Regions from separate parts of the Pelodiscus sinensis genome. Here region 2 is linked to region 1. Evidence: chromatin contacts called from public Hi-C data. All regions are on one chromosome and are shown on one strand. Each heading gives the region's core, a stretch centred on a gene start, on an enhancer-like site or on the middle of the called end of the contact. The rest is flanking DNA. Distances are from core to core; before and after follow the strand shown.

Evidence for each region. Hi-C and Micro-C count contacts between places; a contact is called where the count stands out from the background.
Region 2: a Hi-C map of an unstated tissue shows a contact between it and region 1, with 9 times the contacts expected there. The contact joins the promoter of NR1I3 here to the promoter of CFAP126 in region 1. A contact is called at or near these places in 4 of 5 Hi-C or Micro-C datasets (blood, liver and an unstated tissue).

Annotation. Positions count from the first base shown.
Region 1 is chr24:13,307,321-13,311,317 of ASM4963464v1, reverse strand. It overlaps CFAP126 (cilia and flagella associated protein 126), which reads right to left and starts at 2,353. Exons shown (of 5, transcript XM_075908047.1): 1 at 2,240-2,353; 2 at 413-475. The coding sequence starts at 2,266. LOC102459692 (NACHT, LRR and PYD domains-containing protein 3-like) reads left to right here. Exons shown (of 11, transcript XM_075908043.1): 1 at 1-1,059.
Region 2 is chr24:13,441,907-13,445,903 of ASM4963464v1, reverse strand. NR1I3 (nuclear receptor subfamily 1 group I member 3) reads right to left here and starts at 1,926. Exons shown (of 9, transcript XM_075906933.1): 1 at 1,814-1,926.

The DNA of each region.
Region 1 (3,997 bases), core at 1,104-3,603:
AACATTGTCTCCCTTGGCAAACAGGGTTTCCCAGCTGTGTGAGATCCAAACTTGTAGGCCCCCAAACTGGCCACCTGGCCCACCCTGGTCTGATCCCAGCACCGATGCAAGGGAGATGCAGGGTCCTTTCTCCAGATTATTCTGGATCCATTGACTCTGTATTATTGCCAGTCTCCTCCTTTGGGCCCCAACTCATGTTGGAGGCTAAGAGCTCCCGGCTAGGAGCAGCCAGGAAGAATAGCAGAGGATGGTGGGCTAAGACACGGCTGGGCCCAGGTGCCATTGTAAGATGGTGCAGGCACTCTTCTGGTACAAGTGAAGTGCAGATTCAGTGCAGTGAGGCAGAGCTCTGGGACCCGTTGTCATAAAAGGAGTCCATAGGCAATGCAGGGTGAAGGCAGAGGGGCCCTACCTCTTTGTAGATTTTGGGTAGGGTCCAGTTTTGCAAATTCCGTGCAGTAAAGGCATCTTCATACTGCAAAAGAGAAAGGGGACAGGCTATTCAACAGAGGTAGCTGAGCCAGGATACAGGTACTCAGCACAGCCTGGCCCTGCACTGACCTCTGTGTGCATTCAAATAGTCTGATGTGGCCCACTCTGAAACCCCTCTCCTTCCCTGCCAGAGTTCTTTCCAGCTCATCCTTTATCACTGACACTCTTGTGCCCTTAACACAGACCTAGGCAAAATATGGCCCAGGGGCCAGATCCAGCCCACCAAACCACTGGATATGGCCTGCAGATGTAGCAGGGAGCCTGAGGCAGACTCCTTGCTTGCTTCATGTCTCACTCCCTCCTCCCCATATAGTGCTCAGAAAAGGCTGCAGCAGCCATTTCTCTTTCTCAGCTGTGAGCCTAAGGGAGGGGGGAATGGTGCTTCGTGCTGTTCCCACCCCCAGACAATCCCATTGGCCTATTTCTGGCCAATGGGAGCTGCCTGTTTGAAAAACTGGTAGTGCATGATGCATGCCCTTGTTCACCAATGCACATGGCCTCTGCAGTCTGTGCGGGAGTGAGGCAGGTTGAGAATCCTGCTGGGCTGCTGGCCAGGAGTCACCCAAGGTAAGTTTCCCTGCCAAAGCCTGCCTGTGGCACCTCTTCCCCAATCCTCTGCCCCGCCCTAGGTCACAACCCAAACCTCTGCACGCCGATCCTCTGCCCTAGGTCATAACTGTTTCCTTCAGGCAAACTCCCTCCCAGGCCCCGCACCTCCTCTTGCACCCCAATCCCTTACCCCAAGCTCCCTTCTGCACCTGACCACCATCCCAGACCCCACATCCCCTCCATTAATATCATGGAAGAGCACAGCCTTTGACCAATTTCCAAAACCTTGGAGTGCCACCCCATCAAAAATTATTGCCCCCCACTTTTATCTTAATAGCAGGGGGTAGGTGGTGAGCAGGGCTCATAAGACCCTATTTCTGTGAGGCATGCAGGCAAGCCACACTGGGCCCTGCAAAACATCCTGGAAACACGCAGGAGCTTCCAGCCCTGCTCTGTGGCCAAGCAGCCTGGCCTCGGGGGAAGGAGCGCAAGGAGGAAGCCAGTCACAGGGGGGTTGTGGGGGCCCGAGGGGAAGCCGGGGGGGGGGGCCGTGTGGGTGTCTGTCTGGGGGGTCCTATAGGGGGAAAGACCGGGGTCCGCGAGGGGGGGTGCGAGGGGGGGTGCGGAGCCCGATGGAGGCAGGGCTGGGGGGCCACGCGGGGGGGGCGGGGGTTTCGGGGGGGTAGGGGCGGGGGGGTAGTGGGGCCCGGGGCGGGGGCCGCGCGGGGGGGCGGGGGCCCGAGGAGGCGGGGCGGAGCCCGATGGGGGCAGGGCCGGGGGTGAGTGGGGGGCAGTGGGGCCCGAGCCGGAGGCCGCGCGGGGGGGCGGGGGCTTTGGGGGGCAGGGCCGGGGGGCCGCGCAGGGGGGGCGGGGGTTTTGGGGGGGTAGGGCCGGGGGGCCTCGCGGGGGGCGGTGGGGCCCGAGCCGGGGGGCCGCGCAGGGGGGGCGGGAGCTTTGGGGGGGCAGGGCCGGGGGGCCTCGCGGGGGCGGTGGGGCCCGAGCCGGGGGCCGCGCAGGGGGGGCGGGGGTTTTGGGGGGGCAGGGCCGGGGGGCCTCGCGGGGGCGGTGGGGCCCGAGCCGGGGGCCGCGCGGGGGGGCGGGGGTTTTGGGGGGGCAGGGCCGGGGGGCCTCGCGGGGGCGGTGGGGCCCGAGCCGGGGGCCGCGCAGGGGGGGCGGGGGGTGCCGCCCCGGCTCTCACCTGCCCCGCTCTGTAGTTCGTTGCCATGCCGCCTCCGGCAGCTTTCGCTCTGTTTACACCCGTCTCCTAGCAACCACCGGGGCAGACACCGACCAATGGGAAAGCGAGGCCGTGGTCCTCCCCGAATCCCACAAAGTCTCGCGTCGCTGTCGGAGAGCGGCTCCTTCCCTAGAGCCCCGCCCCCGTGTCGCGGCCCCGCCCACACCCTATCGCTCCGCGAACGAGACCCCGCCCCTCGTCTGACGGACTGACTCCGCCTCCCGAGGCTGTGGGGGCGGGGCCGCTTCTTCCTCGGGAACACCACGTGTAGGCGCGGTCTGGGCAAGGCTCCCTGGCAGCCGGGTCCTGCGGAGCCTTGTATCCGCCCTCCCGCTCTGATTGTTCGCGCTTGCTGTCTGGCAGGGCCCTGCCTAGGATTTAGGCTCCCTCCAGTTCTATAGAGCTGTGATTTTATGCTCTTCAGCTATGCCCCAATGAAATGTTTAAAGCAATTATGTTTAAACTCAGACTCTGTCCCCTAACCCAGAACAGAAACTGAGGCCAAGGCTACACCATGTGGGTGTCTGTGTGGGGGGCCCAAGAGGGGGAAAGACCGGGGTCTGGCACAAGGGCTGGGAAACTCCTATTCCATATCCCTGCCCTTGTGCTGTAGTTTTCTGGCTTGGGTGTTAAAAAACCCTCCCCCGGTGCAGCAAGTTACAGTGCTGTAAAATGCCAGTGTGAGCCAGGCTACAGTGCTGGGAGTCTGTGCTCAGAAACATGGAGCACCTGGGGAGCTTTCTCCCAGCCCACCTACTGTGCTCACACTTTCAGTTTGCTTTGAACTTGTAGATACAGACAAAGCCTGACAGTATATTCCCCGCAGTTTCACATGCCTGTTAAATGGCTTCATTGCCACTTGAATGACTCTTTCAGAGGCTCAATGTTTTGCTGATCCCTCTGGCAGGCTTTGTCACATTGAAGTTAACTAGCTTCGGGAGTTGGACTTGCCAGGCAACTACAGAACTGGGATAGAAAGAGGCAAGTGCATGGACATTAAGACCTCAAATTTTCGGGTATTTCCAGAATTGCAGCTGCCGCCTTACAGTGGCTGGTCTCACCAGCTGCTGTCAGAGAAGGACGGGAATAAAGTCTAGCAACTGCAACAGCTGCCCCCCTAAATTACACAGCAGCAGGAGAGGGCCAGGGGCAGGATGCCCAAGACAAAGTTGCTGCAGGAGAGTTGCATTTTCAGATGTGGAGCAACAGTGACACCCTGTGGCTAATTTCAGCTAACCAAGCTGCTGAATTTCTGCCTCCCTGGTCCCAGGGCATGTTCCAAAGGGGCAGGAGTTCTGATGTCTGAAATTATCACTATATGACCCCTTGCCTCAGTGCTGCCCATGTCCCTGCTGCGGTGCCTCAGTGCTGCCACATTCTTACAACAGAGCTCCAGCCATCCTGGCCAAGCACACAGCTGGGAGCACTTCAGTTGTCTGCACATGTTGGTTGCTCCGTTTGCCTTGGTAATGGTGCAGCACATCCATATAGCAAATCGTTTAGCAGGGAAGCACCTATTCCATATCCCTGCCCTGCGCTCCTTCCATCCGCTGTTGAATCACAGCTTTGCGGGTCCCAGGTTCCTAGAGCACGCACTCAAATACCTGCTGGACAGCTGACAGATTCCTAGGGGTTTAACACTGCTGCTATGAATGCTCCCAACACACATTTCGGAATCATAGGGAAAACCAGCAAAACCAGGGAAGTGCAGATTTCATC
Region 2 (3,997 bases), core at 677-3,176, 140 kb before region 1:
TGAGGCTACGTCTACACTGGCATGATTTTCCGGAAAAGCTTTTAACGGAAAAGTTTTCCGTTAAAAGCATTTTCGGAAAAGAGCATCTAGATTGGCACGGACGCTTTTCCACTTTTTGCGGAAAAGCGTCCGTGCCAATCTAGACGCGCTTTTGCGCAAAAAAGCCCCAATTGCCATTTTCGCCATCGGGGCTTTTTTGCGCAAAACAGTACTGTGCTGTCTACACTGGCCCTCTTGCGCAAATGATTTGTGCAAGAGGGCTTTTGTCCAAACGGGAGCAGCGTAGTATTTCCGCAAGAACACTGACAATCTTACATGAGATTGTCAGTGTTCTTGCGGAAATTCAAGCGGCCAGTGTAGACAGCTGACAAGTTTTTCCGCAAAAGCAGATGATTTTGCGGAAAAACTTGCCGGTCTAGACACAGCCTGAGGGTGTCTACACTGCCGGGCTGAACCTGAAATAAGTTATGCAAATTGAGCGATGTCAATTGCGCATCTTATTTTGCAATAGCTTATTTCAAAATAGGGAGCGTCTACACAGCACTGATTTCGAAATAGAGCCCTCTTCCTCTGACTTCCCTTGTTCCTCGTACAATGAGGGTTGCAGGAGTCGGAGTGAGCAGTCCTCCAGCTTGTCCGGATGTGGACACTATATTGAAATAACTGCCTGCCGTGTAGACGCGGACTAAGTTATTTCAGAATAGCGCTTGTTATTTCGGAACAGTGTTGCAGTGTAGACATACCCTGAATGGGGGGGAGAGGTGCCTGACACTGTGACCCACACTCCAACAGCTGGTGGGAACCACCTAAGCCAGCGAATGGGAGATGCCAGGCAGAGGGGGTGTGCACTAAACCCTGCCCAATCACAGAGTAAGGCACCTAAGCTCTGGCTGCAAGGCAGTGCCCAGCTCTGTTAGGGAGTCACCTGGGAGCCCCTCACACCTTTCTGGGGCAAATGGGCGAGGCTGCCTCTCCCCACAGCAACCTGTCTCAGGAGGAGCAGCAGCTACAAGCCCAGGAGATAGAGCCCTTGCCAGGCCCCTGGGCAATGTGTTCGAGTCCCCCCCTCTAGCCCTAGCCTAGCATCACTGCAGCGTGCGGGTGCCCAGCAGCTCTGAGCTTGCCCCAGTCAGCAGGCGCCTTTTGCTGTCCTGTCACCCCACTGCCTGCTGTGCGTGGTGCCCCTGCCGGTCCCCCTTGCCAAGGTGAAGCAGGCAGCTCTGCGGGCCAAGGTGACCTGTCCGGCTGTAAGGAGCTGTCCACACAGTCCCCTCCCCAGCAGGGTCTGTCTGATTACCCAGCGTGGGGGGAGATTAGCCAGCCTGAAAAGGCAAAGTTCATTCGAAATGGGCAGCTGGCCAGGGCTGGGGGCACCAAGCAGTGACTGGCGGCAGAGGGAGGCGCAGGGGGCAGGCTGAAGGCCTGAGGCTCTGGCTGGGAGACTCCCCCAGTCGCGGTGGGGTGAGGGTGGAGCTTTCTAGACTCCCCTGAAATCGCTTGTTCAAAGCCCCCTCTCCCTGCCGGGAGACTCACGGTCTTATCAGTCTTGCCAGCTGCTTTCTCAGCTGGCCCCAGCCCCTCCTGCTCTCCCGAGCAGGGTGGAGCCCAGCCAAGGTCTCTGCCTCACCTAGGACACCCGTCAGCACTGAGAGACCCTGAGGGCCTCACCTGGCCAGCCCTGCATTAGGGGGAGCATTGGGTCCAGCTCCTGGCTCTGCCCCTGTGGAAACACAGGTGGGGGCCCTGCCGGGGCCCCGCCCCATCCCCGCCCCTCAGCCTAACTCCCTCCCTCCCTTCCCCTGTGCCTGCTCACCGACAGTGTGGGCTGGGGGTGTGAGGCTGGAGCAGGTGGGGGGCTGGCTCCCCACAAGCAGGGACTCTGCTCCCTCCCTCGCAGGCAGATCCAAACTGATTTACTTCACAGCCTGGGTGGAATTTGAACTTTGAACTTGAAGGGGGAGGCCAGGAGGAGCGGCGAGGGGGGGGGGAAGCAGCTGATACAAACACACACACACTCGGGTTGACACACACTGGGCCTGGCACATACACATGGGGGCTCACCCCTCCCTGTGTATTTGGGCAGTGAGCTCCAATTTTTTAAGCACAAGATCCTTTTTTGAATGTAAGCGCAATCCAGGATCTACCTCCAACCCAAATACCCCTGCCCCGCCTCTTTTGTGCCCCTTCGCCAAGGCCCCGCTCCTGCTCACTCCATCCTCCCTTCCTCCCCCATCCTTCCTCCCTTTCATCCAGCAGAGGGTTGGGGGGCTCTGGTCTTGGGTTAAGGGATTTGGAGTGTGAGAAGGGCTCTGAGCTGAGCCTGAGGCAGGGGTTGGGTGAAGGAGGAGGTTCAGGGTGCAGGCTCTGTATGGGAGTTTGGGTCTAGGGGGGCTTGGGGTGCAGGAGGGGGTTCATGATTGGGGCTAGGGGTTCAGGATGCAGGCTCCAGCTGGGCACTGCTGACCTCAGGTGTCTCCTGGGTGGTGGTGCAGGCTCACCCCTGCCCTGGCCCTGAACTACTTGCCAAAGCAAGCAGCAAACTCCCACATCCCAAGCCCTGTTGTACCCCCCACCCCCATTCTGTGGAGCTAGAATACAGGGTGGGAGGGGGGCCACCCTGACATCAGTGCCCCCTCCCCTCCCTTCCTTGCCCTGCACAGCAAATGGGGGCGGGGGACAATTCTAAGGCAAAGGGCAGAAGGTGCACAGCATTGTGGGGAGGGGCAGCTGAAGTGCTGGCATTTGACAGCTTCTTGCCCAAACCAGTCAAGATCACCAGTCAGATGCTCCAAGATCCCGATCTAATGGTCGGTGACCACTGCATTAGGGCATACACATGCTCTCCGGGTGCACTCGTGCATGAGCGTGCACACACAAATACACACTCACACTCAGCCCAGCCTGCAGATTAATTGGCCCTAGGGCCATTACCTGATTGCCCTAGGGCTCAGATGTTGGTCCTGCCTGGGCCCCTCCGGGCCCAGACGCTCTGGGAAGCTGGGCTAGGGGCAATGCGAGGCCAAGGTTGTCAGTCCGACAGGGAAGTGTTTGTCTGTCTCTCCTCATGGCCTTTCAGTACCCCCATCCCAGCAGGCTAAACCCAGCCTCCTGTCCCTGGCTGAGCCCAACATCCACTGCCCCTCTACTCTCTGCTCAGAGTGTGAGACTCCGGGAACTCCCTCTGCAGCTCAGGAATGGGGCCAGACTGGTTCAGCTGCCCCTGAACAGGCTGGAGCTGGCATCAGGGCCTGCCCTGGGCAGAGTGAGCTCCCCAAACACAAGCTGTGACCCAGGCTACAGAGAATCTGTGTGGGGCTGTAACACAAGAAGGGGGCAGTTCCAACTCCATCCAGTAGGGGGCAGCAATCTGTTTGTCTGGCACCCACCCTAGTCACTCCATTAGCCTCTGGACTCAGGGTGGGGTGGGGGGGCAGATTTCCAAAGGTGCTCAGCACACTGGGTCTCCACTTGGATCTCCTGACAGCCCCCAAGGGTGCACCATGTTTTCCTTCTCATTTCCCCCTTTGAATCCTGCCCAGGGCAATGGTGATGAAAGCACCTGGCCGGGGCTCATTGGGAGCTTATATGGAATGATCTGGCTCCTGGTGCTTGCACCCGAGATGCGTCATTGCACGGACTGAGCTCTCCCTCCCCAGGCAGGGCTGGTGCAGGCAGGAGGATCGGTCAGGGGCAGCCCCTTCCAGGGGACAGATGCCCCCACAAGCCGTGTCCCAGCTGCAGTCTGCATCAAGCACCTCCAAGAAGGGCGCAGCTCCAGTCCCCTCCTGGTGGTCTACTGGCACTGGGGGGAGCGGCGCAGAGCTGCCCTGATTAATGCTCCAATCCCCAGGCGATCAAGACCGATTTCCTGCTAATGAAACTTTGAAAAGCTTCATTAATCTGTACTGAGCTGCTCAGGGCAGTTCTACTCTGCCGAGCTCACTCCCCACGCAATGGCTCAGGCCAGGACCACAGGCACTGGAACAGGATGTCTTGA